4 separate regions of the Mus musculus genome follow, and all the other regions are linked to region 1. The links are chromatin contacts, called in public HiChIP or PLAC-seq and capture Hi-C maps. All regions are on one chromosome and are shown on one strand. The core of a region is the stretch at or near the end of the contact, and the rest is flanking DNA. Distances in the headings are between cores, read along the strand shown. Region 1 holds the start of B3gnt3 (UDP-GlcNAc:betaGal beta-1,3-N-acetylglucosaminyltransferase 3). Region 2 overlaps Rab8a (RAB8A, member RAS oncogene family). Region 3 holds the start of Olfr374 (olfactory receptor 374). Region 4 holds the start of Ocel1 (occludin/ELL domain containing 1).

What was found. HiChIP or PLAC-seq counts read pairs in DNA pulled down with a chosen protein or histone mark. Capture Hi-C pulls out chosen DNA fragments and counts their contacts.
Region 2: a contact with region 1 is called in an H3K4me3 HiChIP or PLAC-seq map of bone marrow-derived macrophages, with 2.5 times the contacts expected there. The contact joins the enhancer-like site here to the promoter of B3gnt3 in region 1. A contact is called at or near these places in 7 of 39 promoter capture datasets (the 3T3-L1 cell line, the HPC-7 cell line, cranial neural crest and 4 more), 4 of 15 datasets of contacts at CTCF or cohesin (the NIH/3T3 cell line, embryonic stem cells, large pre-B cells and 1 more), 17 of 115 datasets of contacts at active chromatin or transcription factors (the 230-238 cell line, astrocytes, bone marrow-derived macrophages and 9 more) and 2 of 9 other capture datasets (embryonic stem cells and pancreatic islet).
Region 3: a capture Hi-C map of embryonic stem cells shows a contact between it and region 1, with 6 times the contacts expected there. The contact joins the promoter of Olfr374 here to the promoter of B3gnt3 in region 1. A contact is called at or near these places in 10 of 39 promoter capture datasets (the 3T3-L1 cell line, the C10 cell line, the HPC-7 cell line and 4 more), 2 of 15 datasets of contacts at CTCF or cohesin (large pre-B cells and pro-B cells), 4 of 484 Hi-C or Micro-C datasets (differentiating embryonic stem cells and embryonic stem cells), 4 of 115 datasets of contacts at active chromatin or transcription factors (bone marrow-derived macrophages, embryonic hindbrain, embryonic stem cells and 1 more) and 4 of 9 other capture datasets (adipose tissue, embryonic stem cells, macrophages and 1 more).
Region 4: an H3K4me3 HiChIP or PLAC-seq map of bone marrow-derived macrophages shows a contact between it and region 1, with 3 times the contacts expected there. The contact joins the promoter of Ocel1 here to the promoter of B3gnt3 in region 1. A contact is called at or near these places in 1 of 39 promoter capture datasets (cranial neural crest), 2 of 115 datasets of contacts at active chromatin or transcription factors (bone marrow-derived macrophages and pancreatic cancer cells) and 3 of 9 other capture datasets (adipose tissue, liver and pancreatic islet).

The regions. Positions count from the first base shown.
Region 1 is chr8:71,700,172-71,703,608 of GRCm38.p6, forward strand. B3gnt3 (UDP-GlcNAc:betaGal beta-1,3-N-acetylglucosaminyltransferase 3) reads right to left here and starts at 1,629. Exons shown (of 3, transcript NM_028189.3): 1 at 1,547-1,629.
Region 2 is chr8:72,175,904-72,179,340 of GRCm38.p6, forward strand. It overlaps Rab8a (RAB8A, member RAS oncogene family), which reads left to right. Exons shown (of 8, transcript NM_023126.2): 5 at 1-26; 6 at 420-485; 7 at 1,717-1,767. Among named protein-coding and RNA genes, the nearest start is that of Hsh2d, 12 kb to the right of the region's middle. Within about 2 kb of position 1,583, at least 33 of the 459 cell types and tissues checked have an H3K27ac peak or open chromatin away from gene starts, as enhancers often do. A contact at or near this core is called in bone marrow-derived macrophages and differentiating embryonic stem cells, where this site is marked.
Region 3 is chr8:72,105,179-72,108,615 of GRCm38.p6, forward strand. Olfr374 (olfactory receptor 374) reads left to right here and starts at 1,862. Exons shown (of 2, transcript NM_146338.2): 1 at 1,862-1,992.
Region 4 is chr8:71,369,783-71,373,219 of GRCm38.p6, forward strand. It overlaps Ocel1 (occludin/ELL domain containing 1), which reads left to right and starts at 1,516. Exons shown (of 4, transcript NM_029865.2): 1 at 1,516-2,203; 2 at 2,686-2,851; 3 at 2,967-3,020; 4 at 3,164-3,437. The coding sequence starts at 1,893. The coding sequence ends at 3,292.

The DNA.
Region 1 (3,437 bases), core at 379-2,878:
TACTGACACGCTCAGACGTTCTGGATCATTCTCCCAGAGTGAGGGATGCGGAGGATGCTGGGTGCTTCAGGGACAGTTCCTTCTGTGCGTCCCAGCTGGACGTGGGGTCCCCAGGTTGGTGTTTGTCCCTGTGACCCTGAGCCCGGGGTCACCCAGCGCTTAGCTGGGTAGGACGAGCTGATCAACTGACCCCATGGCAGCTCCGTTCAGGTTTGTACTAGCTCCTTAACCCTGGGCAATTTTCTTTTTACGAGGAACTTGGAATTTTACCGACAAAAAGAGAGTTCCTATAAAGATAAAGCTTCGGAGGCCCAGGTCTTGATGGCCCTGCTTTCACACCCCAGCTTTCCGGAGGTAACGCCCTGCCTTCACACAGCTTCTCCGAGGCTACACAGCGTCCCCCAGCCCCCCACCCCCAACCGGGAAAGAAAGCCCAGCCCGGCCCACTTCCCAGACAAGGAAACGGAGGCTGGGAAGGTGCTGGCCATTTCCTTGCCCTTCCAATTAGCAGAGCAGCCTCATAGGCCTGGCGTCTGGGGTCACCCTAGATCCCTACCCTCTAAGCGGGTCCCATTCTCTCGTCCCTCTTCCGGTGACGTTTACACCAGGATTACAATAACCTCTTTAATTTTTACAATCAAGATAAAATGTCACAGACACAAGATCCCTGTAATCAAGAGTAAAGTAAACACGCCGGCCCCAGCCCCACCCTTGCTGGGCTGTTAGCGCCTCCTGAGGGGACCCGAGGCAGGGGATCAGCTTAGCACAGGGACTTGGACCAGGCACCCACTTCTGCCTCCAGCGCCCCTCCACGCAGGACAGGGAACAAAAGTCCGCGGGGTTCCAGACCTCGGAGGGGGCAGCAGAGTAGTCTCCTGGGGCCCCTACAGGATCTTCGCAATCTCAGCTATTGAGGGGAAACGCCACGCCCAGGGGAAGGGATCCGGCCTGGGCTGGCTGCGCAAACACTGACCAGATGGGCACCAACTAATGTCCCCTAAGCGGCCGCACCTTCTCCTCCTGACTCCACAGAGTGTGACAGGCCAGGATGAGAAAGTGAAAGTGGGGACCCGAGACCAAGCACTCAGGAGGAAGGTAGACTGTTCAAAGACAGTCTCAGAAAAAAAAGGAGAAAAAAGAAAAGAATGGGAAATTTACCCCAAAGCGTCAGAACCTCGGTTAGCAATACAGACTATCAATTTAACTATGCTGCCACCACCACGCCTCGCAGTTTACTTCACCACAGCCTAACTCCCATACAGGGAAAGTTTCACAAACTCGAACAGGGGAAACCGAGTCAGAGCCGAGGCCACCCGGCTGTGCAGACACTGGGGAAAACGCGGGCTTCTGATCCTGGAAAGTAGCGGGGCTACTTCGCGGCGTCTAAGAGACCCGGAGCCCAGGAGTATGGCCGGGGCTGCGGAGCATCTTCAGCACGGTGCAGCTAGAAAGCGCCACAGATTTCAACTTCGCACCACCCCACCCGAGACCCTGGCACTCACTGCGATCGCGGGCTCCAGACAACCCCGGAGGCCACACTGTTTACCTGGGCGACCGCCTTGAGCTGGCTCTTGGCTACTCGCCTTCCTCCGCTTCTTCCCTGTTCTCCCTTTCCCGCTCCTCCCTCCAGTGAGTCGAGCTTCCTAGTAGCCAAGGAGAAAGTCTCCCTCCTTCCGCCCTCACCCCCCCCCCCCCCCCGTCTAGTTCCTTTCCCTTGCCCCTCCCCGTCCTGTTCTTCACTGTGGTCATGTTCTTCCCCACCTGTCTTTCTACCTGGACTTTGGCCCTTCCCCTCCCTCTAGGCGCCACCCTGCGTCCAGATTTACCCGAGAAGGTCCACGTCTCCACCCTCCTTCCCTCTTTCTTGGCCATGCCCATTCACTTTTATCCCTAACCCCCACCTCCTCCAGTGGACCTCTATTCCCAACCTGACCTCTTCCTCCTCCAGTCCTACCCCTCCCCTGGGAGTCTAACTCCCTCCAACCCCTCCTTCATTTAGAGCCCCATCTTCCTCTTCCACGCCACGAGAGGGAGCAGGAGCTCCCCTGTCCTGAGCAAGTCTGTCTGTCTGTCCCCTACTGCAGCGCCTCTCCCACAGCTCAGCCCAGGCTTCAACCTCCGCCCTCCTTCCTCATTTCAGCCCCTGCTGTAGCCTCTTGCCTCCCTCCCAGCCCCCCAGCTCAGCCAATGCTGCAGCTGCCCCCCCTCCTCCCTCTTCTCCTGAGGAAACATTCAGCCTGGAGGAGAGTGAGCTCAGAGACTTAGAAGATCCCAGGACCTTAAAACCTGTTGGTAGGCCCTCCAACTCCTAAATGCCAGGATCAGGTGTAAATCTCCTAGGAGCGTCCCCAACCACGCCCTTCCTCAGAAGTTACCTCAAAAACTTGGTGGTCTTAACTCTGAGTCCCAGGCCCTAGTAGCCTGCTGGAGGGAGAAGTAAGCTCCTAAACCGGAAACTGAGTCCTCCTGACACTGGCTCCCTGGACCAGTACACAGTGGGCAGAGCTCCAGGATTGTCCCTTGACGTGGTAATCCTTCCCTGAGTGCACCCAGAGGTCACAGCAGCCCTATTCACGGGCACTGGGATATTAGTGAACCATAAAAATGATTGAAGAGGCCCTGCTGTTGAGTGACAGCAGCTAGTACAAACGTCCCACCTGTGTCACACGGCAGAAAAATCCACAGACAAGGAGCAGGTCAGGGGCGGGAGGGATGATCTTGTGGGGGCAACCATGTTCTGGCAATGCAGCAGGTAAGGCTGCCGGGGGCCATGTTAACTGCCACTCACTCCAGCTCCCTGCCACAGAAAACACCTCTTCTGGCTCCTGCTCAGAATGCAGGTGACTCAGCCTGGACCTGCCTGACAAATGTTCACTCACTGCATAGTTGAGGTTTTGGAGTCACTTCGGTGAAAACGGCAATGGCATTATAAACAGGCAAGGACACCCCACCCAAGGCTCTGCCCCAGCTGCTGGGACTCACCCTCCTGAGATAAGCACCTATCTCCCTGGCTCTGGGAGGCCTGGTGAGGGAAGCCAGGCCAGAGAAAAAGGACTCCTGTGTTTTCAAAGCTGCCCTGCCTTCCTGTACCCCAAGGAGAGCAAATTAAAGCCACCAGGAGGTGCCATGTTCTCAGCACTTATCAGATGGGCCAGTGTCTTAGTTAGGGTTTTACTGCTGTGAACAGACATCATGATCAAGGCAAGTCTTATAAGGACAACATTTAATTGGGGCAGGCTTACAGGTTCAGAGGTTCAGTCCATTACCATCAAGGTGGGAGCATGGCAGCAGCATCCAGGCAGGCATGGTGCAGGAGGAGCTGAGAGTTCTGCATCTTCATCTGAAGGCTGTTAGGAGAACACTGACTTCCAGGCAGCTAGGACAAGGGTCTTAAAGCCTAGGCCCACAGTGACACACCCACTCCAACAAGGCCACAC
Region 2 (3,437 bases), core at 333-2,832, 480 kb after region 1:
AGGTGTCCAAGGAACGGGGAGAAAAGGTAGGTGTTGCCCTCGTGATCGTTTTCAGCTTGGGTGCTTCTTCCTAGTCTTTTTGCCATCCTGACTTGCCTGAGATAGAGAGATCCTTGTGAGGTGATAACCCTAGGCAAGACAGAGCTTCCTCGTGGCTAGCAATGAGAGCTTGGCAGTGAACTCTTATCTTGTCACCAGAACCAAGCAAGGCCAGGCACAGCTGGCATCACAGCAGGGAACAGAGCTGGCTTAGGCTATGCCACATTCCTCTCCTCTGCACCCTCCCCACGTGGTGTGCAGTACCATCACACAGTGAAGGTAACACCCTTAGCTTGAGTATGGTAGCAGCCCATCCCAGTTTCCATTCCTTAGGAAACAATGGGAGTCCACACTGTGTTCATGTGTCGCCTTCATTACAGCTGGCACTCGACTATGGGATCAAGTTCATGGAGACCAGTGCAAAGGCCAACATCAATGTGGAGAATGTGAGTCCAGTCAGATCCTGCAGGGAGCCATGGGCTTGTGGGATCAGTGCTCCAGGGCTGGAGGGGCTTTCCTTTGGGAGATTCAGCCTGGAGTATCCAGAGGGATTGGCCTCTGGCTCAGGATGCCCTCTGTCAGGCACTCAAGACACAGTCTCACTAGCTCAGCAAATGAGGGAAATCAAAGCTCAGATTCCAGTACCTAGTACCCACTACCTACACCCAGCTGTGTTCCTCTCAGCCACACTATTAATTCACATCCCCAGTGAGGATCCAGGTCCCAGTGCTGTGCCCTCATCCTTATGTTGTCCCCAAGGCAGTGCCAGCCTGGCACCTGGCCCTCAGCTTTTCTCACACAGCCCTAGTGACACTCAAAAACAGACCTGCAGAGCTACCTGTAATCTCAGCACTCAGGAGGCTGAGGCAGGATTGCTGAGACCAGCCTGGGCTACACATCAAGACTGGGGGCGGGGGCTAAATCGCTCACATCACTCCACAAAGTACCCAGAGGACGGTGGCCAAGGCCTTTGTCCTGTTCAATTCCCTTCACTCCTACTCCTCCCATAAGCCACTTGGGCCTGCCCTCCCCAGCCTTTGCTACACTCCTTTCCTGCCATCAGATTCTTGTTCCCCTGTCCAGGCCAGCCCATCTCCATGCACTCTCCCCTGGCCCCACTTTCCAGGTCTCCAACACTGCATGGAGATGCTAAATCCAACCTACCTCAGATTGTCCCCTCCATGGGACAGCAGTCATTTGCAAACTGGAATTTGTAGCTGTTCTTTAAAGAGAGGAGGAACCAGGCTTGATAGTGATGCCTGTTGTCCCAGTACTTTGGAGGTGGAGGCAGAAGAAACAGGAGATTTAAGGTCATGTTCAGCTACAGATGTCTAAGGCTAACCTAGACTCTCTAAAATTAAAATTAAAAAAAGGAATTGGCATGGACAGAACATAGCCATGGATAGATAATCCTTCCAGACCCTTCTGAACCAGTTAACCACGCAATACCTTTGGGCAAATCACATGGTCTATGAGCCTCATGTCATCAAGGGCCAACTGAGAATAATGCCTGCTCGCATTCACAGGATTGTTGGTTTGGGGGAAGGCCTTTGTTCCAAGGTGCTCTACAGGGGGTGACAGATGGGAGCCTGACTGGGGACAGGAGGCAGACCTCCCTTCCCTCTAGCCAATAACTTCCCACCACTAGAGGGTGCTGACGGCCTGTTCTTTCCACAGGCATTTTTCACTCTTGCCAGGGATATCAAAGCAAAAATGGACAAAAAATTGGTGAGTCCAAGTCCTTCCTCCATGTGGGGTTCTGTAGGATGCAGCCACCCTTGACTGGGACAGCACATCACTGCCCAGACCTGCCATCCTAGTGAGAGTGTGTGTGTGTGTGTGTGTGTGTGTGTGTCAGTCTGCATGTGTGTACATGCGCAAATGGCAGCCAGAAGTCAGTGTCAGTGTGCTCTTCATTCAGTTCCCACCTTAGCTTTTGAGACAAGATCTCTGATTGGACAGTGAACCTCGGGCCCTTCTGTCTCTCCTACCCTGACACTGGGATTATAAGTACCACCACCCTGGCTTGGTCTTTGTTCAGTTTTTTTACAGTATTATCTTATTGGCTTTTTCATAGTATGAATGTTTTGCCTGCATGAATGTCTGCACCAAATGCATGATTAGTGCACTCAGAGGCCAGAGAGACTGATAGGAACAGAGGTACAGATAGGAACTACCATGTCATTCTGGGAATTGAACCCAGGTCCTCTGGAAAAGCAGCCAGTGCTCTAAACAGCTCTTCAACGCTTATTTATTTATTTATCTGTTTGTTTGTTTGTTTATTTGTTTTTATTTAGAGTCTCCCTTTTGGGGCAGGGAGGACACATGTATGCTGGTACCTCAGAGGCATGGGATCCCTGTAGCTGAAGTCACAGATAGTTGTAAGCTGTACCTCATGGGTGCTGGAAATCAAGCCCAGGTCCTCTGCAAAAGCCACTGGTGCTCCAACTTGTGAGCTATCCAGCCTCCACACCTGGCTGATGTCTGCTGGGGGTCAACCTCAGACTGAGCCATCACTGCGACCCTTTCAAGCCTAGCAGGCCATTGCTGAGAAAAGAAGGCAAAGCTTTCCTGACTGAGCTTAACATGTCACTGAAGCCTGGGGACACTAGGAATACAATGTGACCCTGTCCCCTAAGCTCTTACCCTCCCCAGACCTACCTGTGTTACTAGAGATCAGAGAACAATGGTTAGTCCTGAGGCTCTTTTTTTTTTTCCTTTGAGACAGGGTTTCTCTGTATAGCCCTGGCTGTCCTGGAACTCACTTTGTAAACTAGGCTGGCCTCGAACTCAGAAATCCACCTGTCACTGCCTCCCAAGTGCTGGGATTAAAGGCGTGTGCCACCACCGCCCGGCTCCTGAGGCTCTTTGAAGTGTGATCACCCAACAGAATGCGTGAAATACAGCCTGCCCCACACGTTCAACTGGGCTCTGAGCCACCAGTGAGGCACAAGGTGGACTCGTGGCATCTCTTCATGCTTACATCTAAACGGCAGCATTCCCTGTACAACCTATGTACCAGGCAGGCAGTACAGCACACAACTCAGAGCTTCGTTTGATAGCAGACCTATACTGGAAGAAACGAGCTCACACACACGCACAAAAATAAGTAAATCTAATTTTTTTTTAAAGATTTATTTATTTATTATTATATGTAGGTACACTGTAGCTGTCTTCAGACACTCCAGAAGAGGGAGTCAGATCTCATTACGGATGGTTGTGAGCCACCATGTGGTTGCTGGGATTTGAACTCCGGACCTTCGGAAGAGCAGTCGGGTGCTCTTACCCACTGAGCCATCTCACCAGCCCGTAAATCTAATTTTTAAAAACCTTCTTTGTAAGAAAAGGACTAGCGTTTAGCTCCTGTGTTGCTAGCAACAGGTGGACCTCTGCACCAC
Region 3 (3,437 bases), core at 612-3,111, 410 kb after region 1:
AAAAGAGATAAGTAGATGTAAGAAGGAAGAAGGGGAGAGGGAAGGGGGAGAGAGGAGGGAAGATGAAAAAGAAGGAGCCAATAGAGGGGAGTAGGTGCCTTCCAAGGTTGAAGCAGCAGTGCTCTGTGCTGTGCTTCTCCCTGAGGCCGCTAAGAGGCGCTGTGCCCCCTCCAAGCCTCGCAGCTGAGAGCTGAGGCTCAGACCCAGGGGTGATACCTGAAGGTCCAAAACTCTGGACACCCAGAGGGAAAGGTTTAAAGCCAAGCAATTCAGTGTTTCACAACATCAAAGCATGCGACAAAATTAAAATTCATGAGAGTGCTGAAAAGTCAGGCCCCTAGCATGCTCTAGATTCTCTTCAACTGTTGGTGTCTCCACACAGTGGGGACAGGCAGGCCTCCAGATCTCAGTGCACTGCCATGTCTAGCTGCTCTAATGCACAAAGTCTTTAAAAAAGACTTGTGCTGCACTCTGGAGGCAGAGGCAGGCAGATCCACAGCTAAACAGAAAACTCTGCCTCGAAAAGCAAAAAAACAAAGAGTTGTTTTATTTTCACATCTGTGTCTGTGTGTTTGTCTGTGGGGTTGGGGCTTGTGCAAGTGTATGCAGTGCTCTCCAAGTGCAGAGCAAGAACAAGGGTTTATAGGCAGTTGTGAACCACCAGAGCTGGGAACTGAATTCAGACCCTCTGCAAGAGCAGAAAATTCTTACCCACTGAGCTGTCTCTCCAATTTATCCCTCTCTCCTCCCTTCCCCAGCCCCTCTCCCTCCCCTCTCTGACACTGGAGCTGGAACCCAGCACCTCTTGTATGCTAGGCATTCTTGGGGTATCCTCACCAGTTCATATTGGGTTAAGGTCCACTGTGGTTTTGAGTAGGACACACAGTGTTCAAGTGACAGCACATCCAGCCGAAAGCTCCTGTGTTCCACCGGGAAAACATGAGAGCAGTGGCCTGTCCACTTCAGCAACAGCCCCTCTCCTGCCAGCTCCAGACCCCCAGTCCCTGACAGCAGTGCTAAGACAGCAGAGAAAGCTCAGCCCCAAGACTTCGTGAGAAACTGCAGGGGTGAGCTCAAGGAGCCACAGCAAACGCCCACAGGTCAGGTTGACAGAGGGCCCAGAACCAGGAAAATGGGTCCTGGAGAAGGGGCTTGCGATGAACAGAGAGCTTGGCAAGCTTGCGGGAGATATGGAGGGACTCCAGCCAGAAAACTGGGACCTCAGAAAGCGTGGCTTAGAAGGGAAAGGGAGGCTGACAGTGGTTATAGACAAAGCTAGGTCCTCAGGTGGGAACGGGACCCCACATGAGGTTGGGGTGCACCCCTCAAGGAAGGAAAAGAGCCAACTGCTGCTGCTTTAGAAGTGAGTCAGGGAAGCAGCTTTCAAAAGAATGGGGTCAGACTAAGAGGACTAGTGTAGCCTTTCCTCGTGGGGCTCCATTCCTGCGTCACTGAATGATATGAAAATGCTGCATACCTGAACACATATGGACAAAACAGAAATCATATCTGCTACAGCCTTTGTGTCCTTCACCCCAAAAAAGTTAATAAATAATCTATATGAAGGGTCTATTTCCCTTAGGGAGCAGTAGGAAGCCTCAACGCTATCTCAGGGTTTGAGCAGGTCTAATAGTGTCAAGAGAATTCCACCAAACCATGCTTTTCAAGGGATCCCCAAAGAATCCTAGAGACACTGGCACCAAAGGTGTGGAGGGAAAACCTGGGCAGGAAGTACAGTGCCCTTGGCCCCTAAGAAGCTGGCTTGATAGGGACAGAACACAGAACAATTAACCAGTTGATCCTAACAAGACCCTGGGGAACAAGCCAGGCAATGAGGACAGAGGGTAAGCTGTGCTCTGCCAAGGCCTTGCACAGACTTTTGTAGGGACAGAAAACTGCCTCACGCGTCACACTCTGTCCAGGAGCTTTTCCCAAGAAGAGCTGGCTTACCTCCCACCAAGCATCCCAAGGCCAGAAGCAAACCTTCCATAGGTGAGTAAAGTCGGGGGTTGGGGGGAGTAAGGGGGCCACACCAGGCAGTGAGCCTGGAGGGTATAGCCAAGCCTACTGTGTGACCTGGGACAAGTGGCTTTGCCTTTCTGGGTCTCACTTAAGTTGTGTCTATTTAAAAAAAAAAAAAAAGATGCAAGAAAATGGGCAGTTCTGCCAAGTAGTGAGTATCTGGGTCCTGCGTGTCAGGGTTGCTTCTGAAACAAGGTCGTATGTAGCCCTGGCTATTCTGGAGCTTGTCATCCTCCTGCTTCAGCTTTCTGAGTGTTGGCGTGGCAGATGAGCCCACCATGCTCAGCTTGTATAGTATGGTATTAAGAGGTTTGGAACAAGACAGATTGTGAAGTATGGGGCCATTGATAATTTCCTGAGTCCCCTTGTGTATGAATGGAGATAAAAGCCTTACCTGGAATGCTGAGTGTGATGCAGGGGCCTCCACCCACTCTTTGTAAGGAGCTTCTCATGGACACTAGCTACCAGCTATTAGCAGCAGCTCACCCGGAGCCAGGCGCACAGGGAGCCAGTGCAAGATTTTCTACAGCACAGAGGCAGCTCCCTCTCGCCTTGACCAGGCACACTATAGAGATTAATCCTGGTACCAAGGACACCAATGAAGGGACAAGCTGAGAGGCAACGGGAGGAGGAAGCCTGGGTGTGGACATCCATGCCTGTCATCCCAATATATAGGATGCTGAGGCAGGATGGCTATAGAGTGAGACTCCATTCCCAAAAGCAAAGGCTAAGGGTGTGGCACAGTAGAAAAGCAAGCACATGCCAGCAGAGTCCCTGTATTCAGCAAATAATAATAATAATAATTTAAAAGTGAAAAAAGGAGGAAGAGGAGGGGAAGAGGAAGAGGAAGAAAGAATGAGAAGGGAGAAGAAGAAGAGAGAGAGAGATAAGGGGCAGACAGGATGGTCAGGACCCTTCAACAGCTACGGTCCTGCCACTGTCCACCCAGTGCCCTGCCTTGAGAGATGTGACTTCAGTGGGCTGAGGCTGAGCCAGGGGACCCAGAATCAGGCCAAACATGGAGATAGGCTTGACGTCACCTGTAGGGACCTGAACAAGCCCAGCAAGAATCAGGACACCTAAGAGGAGTTAAGGACCTTGGGTCAGTGGCCTTGAGCAAAGAATGGCGTTAGGATCTGAAATGTGTGTGTGTGTGTGTGTGTGTGTGTGAGAGAGAGAGAGAGAGAGAGAGAGAGAGAGAGAGAGAGAGAGAGAGAGAGAGAGAACTCCAGCTTGGCTAGGTTTAGTACTGGCACACACCTTTAATCCCAGCAACCCAGAGGCAAGAGGAAGAAGATTTCTATGAGTTCAAGGCCTGGTCTACATAGCAAGTTCCAGGAATGCTAGAGCTACATAGAGACCTTGTCTCAAAATAACAAACAAAACAAAAATGGCTGGATGACAAATTGTATTCA
Region 4 (3,437 bases), core at 266-2,765, 330 kb before region 1:
GGGGGTGCCTGGGCTGCAGGGTGGTGCCAGCCAGGACACCTCTATCCTGAAGTCAGCCTACAGCCCTTCACCTGGCCACTCTGCTCCAAAGGCGTAGGGCAGCCTACAATACACAACAAAACCAAGTCTCAAAAACAGGAAGAAAAGTTAAAACCTGCCTGGGAGAGCAGTGGCCACGCAGATCCCCTCCCTAGGGAGGCAGACTGAGTTTAGGGCCAGCCTGGTATACACAGAAAATTATAGGCCAGACAGGGCCACATAGTGGGACCTTGACTCCATCTTCCAAAAATAGCACAAGAAAGGCTTGTCAGGCGGCTCAGTTGGTAAAGACACTTGCCACAAAGCCTGACAGCCTGAGTTCCACCCCAGAGCATGAGCAAAATAAGCAGTAAGAGTTAGGGACAAAAAAGCCAATCAAAAACTATATTTAGCCAGGCACTGGTGGCGCACGCCTTTAATCCCAGCACTTGGGAGGCAGAGGCAGGTAGATTTCTGAGTTCAAGGCCAGCCTGGTCTACAGCGTGAGTTCCAGGACAGCCAGGGCTATACAGAGAAACCCTGTCTCAAACAAACAAACAAAAAACAACAACAAAAACAAAATTAAAAACTAATAAATATATTTGGGCCGGGAGTAGTGGTGCATGCCTTTAATCCCAGCACTTGAGAGGCAGAGGAAGGCAGATTTCTGAGTTTAAGGTCAGCCTGGTCTACAAAGTGAGGACAGCCAGGGCTACACAGAGAAACCCTGTCTCGAAAAACCAAAAAAAAATATATATACATATATATGTGTGTGTGTGTGTATATAAATATAGATAGATAGGCTGGAAAGATGGCTCAGTGGATAAGAGCACCGACTGTTCTTCCGGAGGTCATCAGTTAAATCCCAGCAACCACATGATGGCTCACAACCATCTGTACAGCTACAATATTCTCATATACATGAAATAAATCTTTAAAAATAAATATATTAACTGTAATGGTAACTTCAGGGAGTCTGACATGCACACACACATAGTTAGCATAATAAACGTCACTTCTTAGGGTCTAGGGAGATGACTCAGTGTAAGAGTGTGACTCAAGTATGCAGATCTAGGTTCCAACCCCTAGTACTCTTGTAAAATGGCAGAGGTGGGGAGCAGGAACCTATCAACCCAGTGCTAGGAGGGAGATACAAGCAGATCTACCTGGAGCCCGCTGGCCAGCCAGAATACCTAAACAGGGACCATCAGGTTTCGGAGAAACTGTCAAAAAAAAAAAAGTAGGGCTGTACGACACTCAACGACCTGTATTGGTCTCTGAGTATGTACAAGGTCACACACACACAAAAATAATACAATTGCTAAAGAAAAAAATAAATTGGTAAACAAAAAAAAAAAAGCAGAAAGAAAAGAAAAAAAAAAAACTACCTTATTTTCCCAATAGACTGGGGTAAATGAATAGGCCAAACAGCATAGTGAAGGGCTGATTCCAACCCAGAGAGGAACACGCGCCGCAGGCTCCGCCCACCCTGAGAGCCCCGCCCTAGCGGCCGAGCGCCCGTGCCAACGGCTCCACCCGCAGTTCCTGCACAGCTGCGTTCCCGGCGGCAGGGCCAGACGGGGCTCTGGGACAGGTGACACCGAGTGGGATCCTCGGATAACCACAGGCGGGCGGGGGCTGGAAGCTTTGTGGGCCGTAACCCCGCGAGGCAAGAGGCGAAGGGGTCGTCTCGACTCGGACCCCAGTCGCCCTCCGCTGCTTTGCGCTCTTCCGGTTTCAAGAATGGGGCGGGGCCCGCGCTGCACCGCCAGCCACTCTCGAGCATGACGCCGCGGTGACGTCGCGGCGCCTCGTCAGTGCCCCTTTCCGGGATCCGCACTCTGGGTTGCGCGGCCAGCCAACCGCGCTCGCGTATGCAAATACATGCAGGTCCCGCCTCCAGGCGCGGCCGGCGGGGTCCTCTGGCCAGGCTCTCAGGCCCGGAAGCCACTTGCAATTCGCGCCCTGCCGCCAGGGGGCGCCAGAGAGCTGCAGCCCCACGCATGCCTGCCCCGGAGCGTCCGCGCTCCAGACGGCCGCAGAGCCAGCCCGGGCCGGGAGAGCTCTGCGTGAGGCCCCGGAAGATCGTGTTTGCGGATGAGCTGCGCCCCCGGGAGCCACTGCACCCTGAGAAGCATCCCAGAGATCTGGGACCCCGCCTCAACCCAGTACCTGACTACGAGCTGTGAGTGCCCACTCGTTGTAAGACCAGGTCTGGTCGTCTAGTCCAAGATAGCCCCTACCTTAGTCTCCTGAATTCATCATACCCACGTTCCCTCAGAGCTTCTTAATGCCTGGGAAACAGAAAGGGGCATTGAGGCTGGGGTTTTGATGGGCGAATAAGAGTTTATGAAATTAGGAAACGGAATTGGTGGTAGAAGGCATTTTGATTTGGTGGTCAGCACTGGCAAAGGAAAGCCAATTGCCGGGCCTAGCAGTGGTGACACACGCCTGTAATCCCAGCACTTGGGAGGCAGAGGCAGGCGGATTTCTGAGTTCGAGGCCAGCCTAGTCTATAGAGTAAGTTCCAGGACAGCCAGGGCTACACAGAGAAACCCTGTCTCAAAAAAACCAAAAGAAAAGAAGAAGAAAAGCCAATTGCCATGATGGGTGGAAAGACAGATTTCCCTCTACTTATACACTGACTGACCCCTTCCAACCTGGTAGTAAGTACCCACCAGTGACCAACAGAAGGGACCGGAGCCGCTATGCCGCAGTGTTCCAGGACCAGTATGGCGAGTTCTCGGAGCTCCAGCGGGAGGTGGGGGCCACACAGGCTAAGCTCCAGCAACTGGAGGCCCTGCTGCTGTCGCTGCCCCCGCCACGAAGCCAGGTCAGCCCAGGAACTCCTGTGCCCCAGCTTCCTGCGGCTGTGCAGCTTCTACTGGGTGGCATGCTGTCAGGGTCATGGTGGCCCTTCTGAGCCCCTTCCCACCTTGCCCTTTCAGAAGGAGGCTCGCATGGCAGCTCATGTCAGGAGAGAGTTTGAGAAGAAGCGAGGGGTGAGTGGAGACTCCTGGGGTCACAGATTGGGCTGTGTGTGTGTGGTGCTGTCTTGAGACTGGGACCATGTAATCAAAGCTGAACAGCTTGAGGGCCTCTGGTTACAGTGCCAGGAGGACTTCCTCAACTCTTGTCCCCCTAGGATCCTGGCTTCCTGGATAAGCAGGCTCGCTGTAACTACCTGAAGGGTAAACTCAGGCACCTCAAGGCCCAGATCCGCAAATTTGATGACCAGCAGGACAGCAACAGTGAAGACTCTGTGTACTTCTGAGTGTCCTGGAGATGGTGGCGGGCTCCTCCTCCAATAGGAAACCACACCAGTTCTTCCAGGGAGTAAACATGGATTAGACACCTACTGTGTGCAGCTACCTAAAAGCATCCCTTCATTTTACAGAAGGGGAAATGAGGTTCATAGA